2 separate regions of the Sus scrofa genome follow, and region 2 is linked to region 1. Evidence: chromatin contacts called from public targeted proximity ligation data. All regions are on one chromosome and are shown on one strand. The core of a region is the stretch at or near the end of the contact, and the rest is flanking DNA. Distances in the headings are between cores, read along the strand shown.

Region 1 (6,553 bases), core at 2,818-5,317:
CATTCTGGCTGGTGTAAGGTGGTACCTCATACGGGTTTTGATTTGCATTTCTCTAATGATGAGTGATGTTGAACATCTTCTCTTGTGTTTTTTGGGCATGTGTGTGTCTTCTTTGGAGAACTGTCTGTTTAGATCTTCTGTCCATTTTTTGATGGGTTCGTTTGGGTTTTTTTGGTATGGAGCTGCAGAAGGTGTTTATAAATTTTGGAGATGAATCCCTTGTCAGTCACTTCATTTGCAAGTATTTTCTCCCGTTCTGTGGGTTGTCTTTTTGTGTTGTTTAGGGTTTCCTTTGCTGTGCAGAAACGTTGAAGTTTGCTTAAGTCCCATTTGTTTATTTTTGTTTTTATTGTCATTACTCTCAGAGGTGGATCTGGGAAGATGTTGCTGTGGTTTATGTCAGAGTGTTTGGCCTGTGTTTTCCTCTAAGAGTTTGATAGTGTCTGGTCTTATATCTAGGTCTTGAGTCCATTTGGAGTTTATTTTTGTGTATGGTGTTAGGGAGTGTTCTAATTGCATTCTTTTGCATGTGGCTGTCCAGTTTTCCCAGCAGTGCTTATTGAAGAGGCTGTCTTTTCTCCATTGTATATTCTTGCCTCCTTTGTCATAGATTAGTTGTCTGTAGGTGTGTGGGTTTAATTCTGGGCTTTCTGTCCTGTTCCACTGGTCTCTATTTCTGTCTTTGTGCCAGTACCATATGGTTTTGATGACTGTATCTTTGTAGTATAATCTGAAGTCAGGGAGCCTGATTCCTCCAGCTCCATTTTTCTTTTTTTTTTTTTTTTTTTTTTTTTTTTTGTCTTTTTGTCTTTTTTGGGCCGCTCCTGCGGCATATGGAGGTTCCCAGGCTAGGGGTCGAATCGGAGCTGTAGCCACCGGCCTACGCCAGAGCCACAGCAACGCAGGATCCGAGCCGCGTCTGCAACCTACACCACAGCTCACGGCAACGCCGGATCGTTAACCCACTGAGCAAGGGCAGGGACCGAACCCGCAACCTCATGGTTCCTAGTCGGATTCGTTAACCACTGCGCCACGACGGGAACTCCTCCATTTTTCTTTCTCAGGATGGCTTTGGCTGTTCTGGGTCTTTTGTGCTTCCAAACAAACTTTAAAATATTTTGTTTGAGTTCTGTGAAGAACGTTCTTGGTAATTTGATAGGGATTGCATTGAATCTGTAGATTGCCTTGGGTAGTACAATCATTTTGATAATATTGATTCTTCCAATCCAAGAGCATGGTGTATCTTTCCACCTATTTGTGTCATCTTTGATTTCTTTCATCATCATCTTACAGTTTTCAGAGTCCAGGTCTTTTATCTCTTTAGGTAGGTTTATTCCTAAGTATTTTATTCTTTTTGATGTGATGGTAAATGCGATTGTTTCCCTAATTTCTCTTTCTGATCTTTTGTTGTTAGTGTATAGAATAAGTTTCTAGGAGTTCCCGTCGTGGCGCAGTGGTTAACGAATCCGACTAGGAACCATGAGGTTGTGGGTTCGGTCCCTGCCCTTGCTCAGTGGGTTAAGGATCTGGCGTTGCCGTGAGCTGTGGTGTAGGTTGCAGACGCGGCTTGGATCCCGCGTTGCTGTGGCTCTGGCGTAGGCCAGTGGCTACAGCTCCGATTCAACCCCTAGCCTGGGAACCTCCATATGCCGAGGGAGCGGCCCAAGAAATAGCAACAACAGCAACAACAAAAAGACAAAAGACAAAAAAAAAAAAGAACAAGAACAGAAAAAAGCTCATCTATGGTGATAGAAATCAGAGTATCAGTTACCTCCAGGAGGGGTAGTACTGACCGGAAAGGGACACGAGGGAGCTTTTTAGGGGCATATTATGTTCTATATTTTGACCTGGTGGTTTCACAGCATATACTGGAAATCTTTCAAGTGCAGTTAAGATTTATACACTTTACCATAGATACACTATCCCTAAAGTAAATTTTGCTTTCACATGTATAGTATAGACTGTCCACTGAAAATAGTATATTCTTTTGACTGTATAAGTAATGTTTAGGATGTTGGGGGAAATACAGGATTGTACAAAGAGGAAAGTAAAAAATCATTCATAAACCTGTTACCTAAGGTTACTTCTGTTAACATTTTGGTGTCTCTCATTTTTATTTTTTTCCCATATCCATTTTTAACACGAATTATACGGCTTTGCATTCTGTCCCACCCAGTTTCCTCCACTTAAAGTTAGTACACCATAGTTAATATTGACTTTTTAAAGCAATGCTCCAGTAATACAAGCTCCACAGTCTCAAAAGACAAGTGAAACTAAACAAAAGAGGGCTGTTTTACTTCTCTGAAGTTAGACATGATCCAACATTGGTTTTACACATAAGCTTGCTGATGTACTTTTTAAGTACTAAGTACTTCTACCCCTGAGTACCTGGGGTCAGGGGTGGAAGATGACATACCTCTCTAACCAAGAGTTAGAGCAGAGAAGATTTCAGAAGTTCTGCAGAGGGGAGTTCCCATTGTGGCTCAGCGGAAACGAATCTGACTAATATCCATGAGGACCCAGGTTTGATCCCTGGCCTCACTTGGTGGGTTTAGGATCCTGCATTGCTGTGAGCTGTGTGTAGGTCACAGGTGAGGCTCTGATCTGGCCTCGCTGTGGCTATGGGGTAGCCAAGTGGCTACAGCTCCTGTTCATTCCCTAGCCTGGGAACCTCCATATGCCGTGGGTGTTAAAAAGACAAAAAAAAGTTCTGCAGAGGGAAGCCAGGAGGCTTCTGGACATTTCACATCTGGGAAGAAAGGGGGAAAATGAAGATCGAAAACAAAGCTTCTATTTCTTTACTTTGCATGGGGGAAAAAACCTATCTCCTGTGACTGTAATTGCATTTTGTTACGTAAGCTAACATTTATGAAAGTATTTCTGTTGAATCTTGATTGATCCATGGCAGTGTTTTTTCATGGGTTGCTTTCCTTGTTTGTTCCAGACCCCTGTAAAAGAGCCCAACAGTGAGAACGTAGATATCAGCAGTGGAGGAGGCGTGACAGGCTGGAAGAGCAAATGCTGCTGAGCGCTCTCCTGTTCCATCAGTCGCCATCCACCACCCTGTGTTCTCTTCTTGCTGCAAAATAAACCACTCTGTCCATTTTTAACTCTAAATAGATATTTTTGTTCCTCATCTTAACTCCAATCCACCTATTTTATTTGTTCTTTCATCCGTGACTGCTTGCTGACTTTATAATTTTCTTCAAACAAAAAAATGTATAGAAAAATCATGTCTGTGAGTTCATTTTTAAATGTACTTGCTCAGCTCACCACTGCATTTCAGTTGTATTATAGTCCAGTTCTTATCAACATTAAAAACGATAGCAATCATTTCAACTCTATTCTGCAAATTGTATAAGAATAAAAGTTAGAATTAACAATTTTATTTTGTACAACAGTGGAATTTTCTGTCATGGATAATGTGCTTGAGTCCCTATAATCTATAGACATGTGATAGCAAAAGAAACAAAAGCCAGGAAAACACTCATTTTTTGCCTTGAATATGTAAATGGGGTTAATTTTGTCCTGTGCCTTATGTGGAAAGGAAGTTCTTTGGTTTTTCCTCTTTCTGTTTTGGTGGAAGCATGTGCAGGAGACATATCATCGAAACATAAAGCATTAAAATGTTTGTGGTTTGCTTGGCTGTAATTTTCAAAGTAGTTAATTGAGGACAAAGGGTAATGCAGAAATGATAGCTTTGGTTTGCTGAGTCTCATTTTCAGTGGCCTTGATATTTAAAACTATTCCTGCCACCAGTTCTTTTCCTTGGCCACGTCTTCCTTGTGTCTCTTCCTGCATGCTGCTTTATTTGCTTCTCCCCCACCACTCTGTGGTATGGGTTATTTAAAAATGAAAGAGTCAAACTAGTAGGTTTGTCAAGTTTAACATAAAGCACTGATTTAAATTGCTAAGTAAACTGAAAGATAAATTCTAACTGCCTCCTCTCAAATGTCAGTTAACTATGTCCCCTCCTCATTTTCTCTCTCCCCTAATGCTTCTGTCCCAGATTCCTTCATATGCTGTTCGACTTCATGTTCCTCTTCTCCTTCCCTTTTTTGTTTCCTTCCTGTCTCTCCATTGAGTTTATGAAATGGAAGAGTTAATTGCATGCACTAGTGTTTGGAGGGTGTTGTGGTTTGTCTTTCTAATTAGGTGTATCGCCTATTCACTTTCCTAGAATAAATCTCTTAACCTAAATTTGAGTAGTCTCCATTTTGGCAACTCCTCTAGCAGTTTGGTAGCCCGGTAAAGGTTGTTTAAATAAGGTGGGAAGGAGGAGTGAAATTCATTAACATGTTTGCCAAATATCTTGAGATTTGGCCTTTGAAGAACACTTTTTCAGTGTTAAGTTGTCTTTACCTTAAGATTTAGAAGTACTTTAGATTATTATTAATTTTAAGTCCTATCTTCACATCCCTTTGAAAAACTTGTATTACCATGGATTTGGGAAAAGGACAACAAAGGCTTTTCATGTAAAGATAAGATACTCTAGCTCTCTCTCATCCTGTCCTTTTTTCACTTCATTTCTCTAGTTTTGCTTCATTGCTTATCATTAGGATAGGGTAAGTTACGTTTGCTCTGCTGCTAGCATCCTAAGATGATACCTTTGTTGAAATAATTGTGAATAGCATGATTCATTTCTAGCAGAGGCTGAGTTTAGGACAGCAGCTTCCATTGAAAAGTCTTTCTGTATCGTGGGTAGCATTTTAATGCCCTCTGGCTCACAGAAACAACATAGGGACATATCTGCTCTGAACAACCATGAATTTTTCAGATAGTGCCCTAAAAACAATTTTATATGCCTCACTGGTTATTGTTGTTGTTAGGTTTCCCCCTCACTTGACTTTATCATTGTTTACTACTAGTAAAAGCAGCATTGCCAAATAATCCTTAATTTTCCACTAAAAATAACAAATGATGTTAAGCTTCTCAGCAAAACGTTTTAGGTTAAATCTGCTGTTGGTTAGATCAGTTTTAATGTGTTGCTTTCCTGTATCTGGAATGTGGCAGTAGCTTTTTTATTTTTAACCCTCCTTAATCCTTATTCAATTCAGTGACTTAAGGTTTGAGAGCTAAACACTGGGATTTTTGGGTAACAGACTGACAGTTTTGTTGTTTGCGTAATTATAATCGGCATTGTACATAGAAAGGATATGGCTACCTTTTGTTAAATCTGCACTTTCTAAATATCAAAAAAAGGGAAATGGAGTAAAAATCAATTTTTGTATAACCTGTTTGAAACATGAATTTTATTTGCTTAATATTAGGGCTTTGCCCCTTTTTCTGTAAGTCTCTTGGGATCCTGTGTAGAAGCTGTTCTCATTAAACACCAAACAGTTAAGTCCATTCTCTGGTACTAGCTACAAATTCGGTTTCATATTCTACTTAACAATTTAAATAAACTGAAATATTTCTAGATGGTCTACTTCTGTTCATATAAAAACAAAACTTGATTTCCAACTGTGTGGCTTGGTTTTCATTTGTTTACGGAGTTTAAAATGAAGGATTCCTTCTGAAAATAGTGCAGAATAGCATACTGGATATTCGAGGGGCAGAAATAGAAGGGGAATAATTTTTTTCAACCTAGGGAAAGCTGAGAAGGCAATTTCAAGAGCTGTCTTTGGAAGAAACTGCCTTTAAAAAGCAGAATCATCCTGGGGTCAGAGAGCACAACCACAGTCACTCCACAGCCAACAGTATAGAACATGCCCGAAGGCCAACTGCAGCTGAGGTCAGCTCCTTACCCGGGTGAGACACCGGGTAAGGCAGCCATTGCTGGCGGATGAATCCTTGTTGGAGCAGTGACTGTCCTCTCACCTGACAAATGGAGTGTTTCCTTTTTTGTGAGCCATGAGCAACAACTTTGGCTCTTTTAATGTGCATTGCTGGTGCAAGAAATGTTTGATTCTGTATTAAGGACTTATTAATAAATAAGGTAAATATTTGTTTGCAAAATCATCTCTGCTGGAAGGATATATAGAGGTTTTCTTATACTGCAGGGGTTTCTATTTGGGCCACAACCGAGATTTAGGGAAGTTTCCAGGCCAGGGATCGAACCCACACTACAGCAATGATACCACCAGATCCTTAACCACTAGGCCATCAGGGAATTCCAACACTGCAGTTCTTATAAACCTGGAGGGGCTTTTTGTTTGGTTTTTGGCTTTTTAGGGTGGTACCTACAGCACATGGACGTTCCCAGGCTAAGGGCCAAATGCCAGATCGAAGCCTCATCTGCGGCCTACGCCACAGCTCACGGCAATGTCAGATCCTTAACCCACTGAGCAAGGCCAGGGATTGAACCCATGTCCTTGTGCATACTAGTCAGATTCATTACCACTCAGCCACAATGGAATCGCGAAACCTAATTTTTAATGCTTCCCTGTATACTTCCATCAACATACTTTGTGAATCTAGGGTGGGGCCTGTTATTCTGCCTTTTTTCTTTTTTTTTTTTTTTTGCTATTTCTTGGGCTGCTCCCGTGGCATATGGAGGTTCCCAGGCTAGGGGTCAAATTGGAGCTGTAGCTGCCGGCCTACACCAGAGCCA
Region 2 (6,553 bases), core at 1,254-3,753, 120 kb before region 1:
TCCAAGAGGATGAGAGTTCCATCCCTGGCCTCACTCAGTGGGTTAAAGATCTGGCCTAGAGCTGTGGTATAGGTGGAAGAAGCAGATCAGATTCCATGCTGCTGTGGCTGTGACTGTGGCTGGCAGCTACAGTTCCAGTTCAGCCCATAGCCTGGGAACTTCAATATGCTTCAGTCTTGGCCCTAAAAAAAAAAAAAAAAAAAAAAAAAAAAGGCAATAACAACAAAAAGAATTAGCCTAAAACCACATCTGAGTACCCGCCACCCAAGGTCAAAAATAGAATATTTCCAGCATCCCAGAGACTCTGCAGGACCCTCTGTGGTCACAATCCCTTCCTTCCTCTCTAAGGGAACCTCTCTCCTGGCTTTCATGGTAATCACTTGTTTCTTTTACCATCTAAAGATTATTATTTTATTTTGTCCATTTTTGAGCTTTTCACAAACTCATACAGTGTGTATTTTTTCGTGTCTGACTTTTTTCCGGTCTCTTTTATCTGAGAGAGCCATCCAAAATACTGTGTCAGGCTGTTGTTCATCCATTACTACAGTGTAATATGTCACTGTGTGAATGTACCACCTGTCATTTTTTCTTGATGGACGTGTGGGTTGTATCCAGTTTGGGGGTTTTTTTTGTTTTTTTGTTTTTTTTTTTTTGTCTTTTTAGGGCTGTACCCACAGCATAAGGAGGTTCCTAGGCTAGGGGTCGTTATCTGAGCTATAGCTGCTGGCCTACACCACAGCCACAGCAACTCAGGATCCAAGCCATGTCTGCAACCTACACCACAGCTCACAGCAACGCAGGATCCTTAATCCACTGACAGAGGCCAGGGATGGAACTCGCATCCTCATGGATACTAGTTGCGTTTGTTACTGCTGAGCCACAATGGGAACTCCAGTTTGGGGTTTTTATAAGGTATGTCACTATGAACATTCTTGTTCATACCGCCTATGCCCACTAGCCACATTTCCGTTGCCCATATACCCGGGGGTGTGATTGCCAGGTCATAGGGAATGCAAATTTTCAACATCAGTTAAAAATGTCTAAGAGTGTTCCAAAGTGGGAATAACAAGATGCACTGCCAGCAGTGTATGACAGTTCCAGGACCAGCTCAGGTCAGAACAAACACTTAATATTGGCATTCTTACTTTTAGATATTTGGTATCTCATTATAAGATTTTTTGCTTTTGTTTTTGCGACATCCGTGGCATGTAGAAGTTCCCAGGCCGGGGATCGAACCCTTGACCCAAGCCGCTGGAGTAACAACACCGGATCCTTAACCTGTTGTGCAACAAGCGAACTCCTCACCGAGGTTTTAACTTGGACTTTCCTGACAACAAATACAATTGAGCAACTTTTACGTTAGGACACGACCTTTCTGCGTCTTCTTTTGTGAATTGCCCCTTCAAGTCTCTTGGTCACTTTTCTACTGCATTGCCTGTCTTTTCCTTGCTGCTTTTTAAGAGTTTTTTTTTTTTAGTTCTTTTGTATTTTGGCTTTGAGCCTTTTGCTGCTTATATGCGATGCAAGCATTTTCACTGTGGTTTGACATTTCATTCTGCTCGTGGTACCTTTTCATAACCCAATTCCTTAATGGTCCTATAGACACATTTATCCGTCTTTTTCTGTGACTAGCACTTGTTATGTTTTGCTTAAAAATCTTTCTTCTACCCCAAGGTCATAAAGACACTCTATATTACTTTCTAGAAGCTATATTGTTGTGAACAGGTACTTACATTTATGATTTATTTATTTATATTTTTTTAATTTTTAATTTTTTTGGTCTTTTTGCCATTTCTTGGGCCGCTCCAGCGGCATATGGAGGTTCCCAGGCTAGGGGTCGAATCGGAGCTGTAGCCTCCGGCCTATGCCAGAGCCACAGCAACGCGGGATCCGAGCCGCGTCTGCAACCTACACCACAGCTCACAGCAAAGCTGGATCCTTAACCCACCGAGCAAGGGCAGGGACCGAACCCGCAACCTCATGGTTCCTAGTCGGATTCGTTAACCACTGCACCACGACGGGAACTCCTATGATTTATTTTCTATCACACCCCCTATTGCACAGTTAGGCTGTCTCTGTTTTTTGTTTTTTGGGGTTTTTTTTTAACTATTATAAATGTCATGGGAACAATTCCCATCACTCTTCTCAGCCTCATTCAGCCCCTCTGGGACTCAGGGAAGGGAAGTGGAGGTCGTGGTGGGACCGAGGTATTGCTGACCTGGCGTGCTCTCACTGCCGCCTTGCTCTCTCTTCAACTCCAGATCGTCTCTGCCGCCCCGGGCCTTCTCTCTGGAATGCTTGTCATCATTATGGATGGACGAGAGTGGAGGTTCCTACAGCAGAAATTCAGGAGACCTGAGTTGAAGCCAAACTCGGGCCACCGAGGCTTTGACCTTGACAGCAAACGCGCCCCAATCTCTCGGCCTTGTCTGGCTCGTGTGTGGAGTGGGGCGCAGCGGCCCACATCTCCAGACAGCCGGTCTGGTGCCCTTTCCCCTGACTCCACCACCACCAATCAGCAGTCAGACCCAGGGCCTGGCTTGTGCATCCTGGAATGTTGCAGAGGCGGTTTCCTGGTGTGATTCACTAACTGCAAGTCTGACCGGAGACCGACTTAGAGGAGGGGGAGGCGGGTGTCCTCAGCCTGGAGGCTTCCTCAGAGCCTCCCAGCCCCCAGAGATCTGGACTTTCGGAGTTCATTTCGTCTCTTAACTGGGCGCCCCCCACCCCCACCCCCGGCCTGCGCCCCCGCCCCCTCCTTGAGAGGGTGCTCGCCCCGCCCATCCGCTGCGCTGTTCTTTTCCCATGGGCTGCTGTCCCTGCAGCTGTGAGCAGCTCCAGGTCAGGGAGCAGGCCTGTGTTTCTGTGCTTGCGCTGCCCCAGCGGCTGGATGGCGTGGAGGGAGCCATCCCATGTCATCTGAGCAGCGCAAGGCACTGGCACACTTTGTAGCCAGACTCAGCCCTGGAGGCCCAGCTCTGGCCTGACTCTTGGCTGACCACTGTCACAGAGGAGGGACAAAGGAACCTGGGCAACCTCCTGTGGGCCTGGGTGCGTAGATTTTCCAAACCCAAGCTTCTCTCGCTGTCAAAAGCTCAAGTGTACCCTGAAATAGCGCCACCCAGAGCCCATGCTAACTCCCATGAGGAAGTTAATCCCCTAAGAAGACCCTGCCTGTACCCTCTGAGAGGTTTAGAATCTAAAAGAACAACAGCTGGTACATGCTGGGGGCAGAGCGGCTCCAGCAGCTGGGAGCAGGCCCCAGGCTGCAGTCAGGAAACCTGAGCTCAGGCCTGGCTCTGCCACCACGCGCCCCGTGATACTGGGCCTTCTGGTGACTTCACCCTTCGGAGCCTGTGTCCTTATATGCCCAGCAAGGGGTAGCCCTGCCTGGCCACTGCACCGAGATGTGGCACCACAAATAACAATATACATGTAAAAGTGCTTTGAAAGGCATCAAGTGTTATAATGACATAAAGGATTATTAGAAAGAAAAGCACTGAGAGATGAAGGAGGCGGGCTTCTGACACTTCTCAAGGTAGTTTACTCAGTAGTAGGAGCAATCCCTTACTTGTTCAGCACTGGATAATTCACAAAGGTTTCTAGGCTCTTTATCTCACCTGAGCCTCCCAGTAAGGCAGGCAGGACAGGGCGCATTCTCCCCATTCACTGCCCAGGCCAAGAACAGGAGGCTTAGACGGTCATTTTCCCATGGTCCTAGAGTCACAGACCGGGGACCAAACCCCGCTTCGTGCAGTGCTCTATGCTCCTTACGAAGAGCCCATTATGGTACCCCCCACCCCCTCCCCCTGATTCAGTTGCTGCAACCCCATGGGGCAATTTCCCACAGGGCTGTGTGAACACATCCTAGCAGGCCCCAGAAACCTCCTATAACTGGAAGGGGTGGGGAGAGACGGGGAGAGGTGTGAAGGGGGGAGTGATTATCCAACGAGCAATGGGAAGTTATTCAAAGGTTTTACGTTCAGGGCTGGGCTTTTAAAAAACAATGCTTTCTTCTCCACCTCCTCCTTCTACTCCTCTTCTCTTTCCCCCATCTTCTTCCTCCTTTTCTTCTATATTGTTCATTTACTTTATATAATTCCCTAGGAAGAGAAAGAAAGGAAAATTCTGAGCCCTTCCATCACCTGGGCCCTTGGGTGGTCAGCCAGCTGGAGCCCTGACGGGCTGGCTCCTTGGATTTATAGGATGCCGGCATCTGGCCCAGAACTCAGGGTCTGGCTCAGAGACTCCCTGCTTCACGGGACAGTTCTGGGAGCTTCATGCTCCAGGAGGAAGGCCAGGATTCAGCGAAGGAGTATGATGTAGCGGTCTTGTGCCCAGGCTGCTGGCCTCCCCAAAGGCTGCAACCGGTCCCCTGGTCCCTCCCTGGCCCTCTGGGAAGGGCCTTGCCTCGAGAACTGCCTGAAGTCGCCAGAACCTGAGATTCTGGCAGCGTGCCCTTCTCTGCTGGGTGCCTGCCATTCCGAGTTACACACTCCCCAGGCCACTAGCAAATGGCCAGGTGACTGATGTGTACATCCTGGGGTGCCCCTCCAGGCTGTCTGGCCCCCTTCCTCCCCAGCTTCCTTAGGCTACTGACCTAACTTCCTTCCCATTTGTCTGTGTTGCATGTAGATCGCATGCCTGGCAGCTGAGTCCCTAGTCAGAGGCTTTGGGGAAGATGTGAACAGAAAGAGCAAGTACGTGTGCACATGAGTGTGTGGCATCTTAAGAGGAATAAATAGACAGTGTCTCTGTAGGGAAGTTCTGCCTAGTGGATCTTGTTCAATATCATATCCTCGGCCCCAGACAAAAAGTTGGTGCTTAACAAATATTCTTTGAATGAATGAACAATGAATGACCGAAACAAGATTAGAGCTGGGAGTATCTGTTGCCTAGATATGGTGACCAGAAAGTCCTTGGAGACCTTGCAGCGTGCTTCTAAGGGGGGCCAGCTGGGCAGGCCTGCTGCTGAGGGTGGAGGAGTGCGGAGACGGTGAGCCAGGGAGCGTGGGCAGCTTTTAAGGAGTTTGAAGTGAAGGAATGGAGGCGTAGGGCAGTTGGAGGGGGGCTGAGAAAGAGGGTCCTGCAGAGAATGTCACTGGTTACAAGGCCTTTCCGCACCCTCGTCCACATCAGCATCCTCCCATCTTAGATCGTGGTCTTGCTGCTTCCCTTGCCCAGACGAAAACCAGGCCCTCTTTTCTGTGGCTTTCCTTGAACACAGACTTTATACCTTGTCCCCACCAGGACCTACCTGTTCATCACCCAGCAGGTCACTGCTAGACAGCTGTGACAGACTTTCCAAGGATGCCTCCATCAGGCTGCTCTGAAGTGGCCTTGCCTCCCTGCGGGGTTCCCAGGGCTCTCCAGCTTCTGCTAGGTGGGCCCTCCCTCCGAGGAAGCAGAAGAACCTAGTCGGCAGATGTGAGAAGAGCAGAACAAAAACCACGTGCGCTCCAGGGCGTCTGCTTCTGAGTTTCTAGATCCCCACTTGAGTTAGCTCAACCGGGCTTCTGCTCCTTCCACCCAATGATATTACAGACCCGCAGTTTGGATGGTCCCAGCTGAACGGGTTCAAAATGTAACCACACACCCCAGCCAGGTCCTTCCCTCTCAACTACCCTCTGTCATCATTATCCATATCTGGAGCTATATTTTGCTCATGGCCCCGTTCACGCAGGAAGCATCTCTCACCTCTCCTCCCCCTGCATCCCTACTCTCAATGGTCTACTCCACACCTTCCTCACCCTCAGCCTCCATCTCAGCACCAGCTTCCTTCCTGCGTCTTTGATTCCAAAGTGTCTCTTCTCCATCCCATTCTGTAGACTACCACGTCCACATTATTTTTTCATTTTGCGAAAGTACACATTATATCATGTATGTATTCAGAAGAGTACAAAACATATATGCATAATTTAGAGTGAGTGCATGTTGGCTATCACTATTCCCTCTGTTAAGAAACAGAATGTTGGGAGTTCCTGTCGTGGCTCAGTGGTTAATGAATCTGACTAGGAATCATGAGGTTGCGGGTTCGGTCCCTGACCTTGCTCAGTGGGTTAAGGATCCAGCGTTGCCGTGAGCTGTAGTGTAGGTTGCAGATGCGGCTTGGATCCCACGTTGCTGTGACTTTGGTGTAGGCCAGCGGCTATGGCTCCAATTAGACCCCTAGCCTGGGAACCTCCATACTGCTGCGGGAGCGGCCCTAGAAAAGGCAAAAAGACAAAAAAAAAAAGAAAGAAAGAAAAGAAACAGAATGTTGCCTGTATGGGTATTTTCTTTGAATGTCTCTCTCTTTAAAAAAATTTTTTTTTTGGTCATGTCCATGGCATGTGGAAGTTCCTGGGCCAGGGATCTAACCCATGCCACTGCTGTAACCAGAGCCACATCGGTGACAATGCCAGATCCTTAACCCACTGAGCCATGAAAGAACTCCTAGATGTCTCTTTTTAAATTGTTCAAGAACCTTTTGCGACTCCCTAGTCCTTGCCTAAGTCCCCAGCCTGTTGTTGCGTCAGGGCCCACCAGACTGGCCCCCCTGTGCTTAGTAACC

The links.
Region 2: a targeted proximity ligation map of alveolar macrophages shows a contact between it and region 1. A contact is called at or near these places in 3 of 5 promoter capture datasets (fetal liver and liver), 14 of 47 Hi-C or Micro-C datasets (blood, brain, embryonic fibroblasts and 8 more) and 2 of 2 datasets of targeted methods (alveolar macrophages and skeletal muscle).

The regions. Positions count from the first base shown.
Region 1 is chr3:112,841,100-112,847,652 of Sscrofa11.1, reverse strand. RAB10 (RAB10, member RAS oncogene family) reads left to right here. Exons shown (of 6, transcript NM_001243060.1): 6 at 2,945-5,463. The coding sequence ends at 3,028. Among named protein-coding and RNA genes, the nearest start is that of GAREM2, 27 kb to the right of the region's middle.
Region 2 is chr3:112,959,374-112,965,926 of Sscrofa11.1, reverse strand. KIF3C (kinesin-like protein KIF3C) reads right to left here and starts at 2,503. Exons shown (of 11, transcript XM_021087735.1): 1 at 2,219-2,503. LOC106509872 (a long non-coding RNA gene) reads right to left here. Exons shown (of 4, transcript XR_001307824.2): 3 at 5,258-5,414; 4 at 3,165-4,103.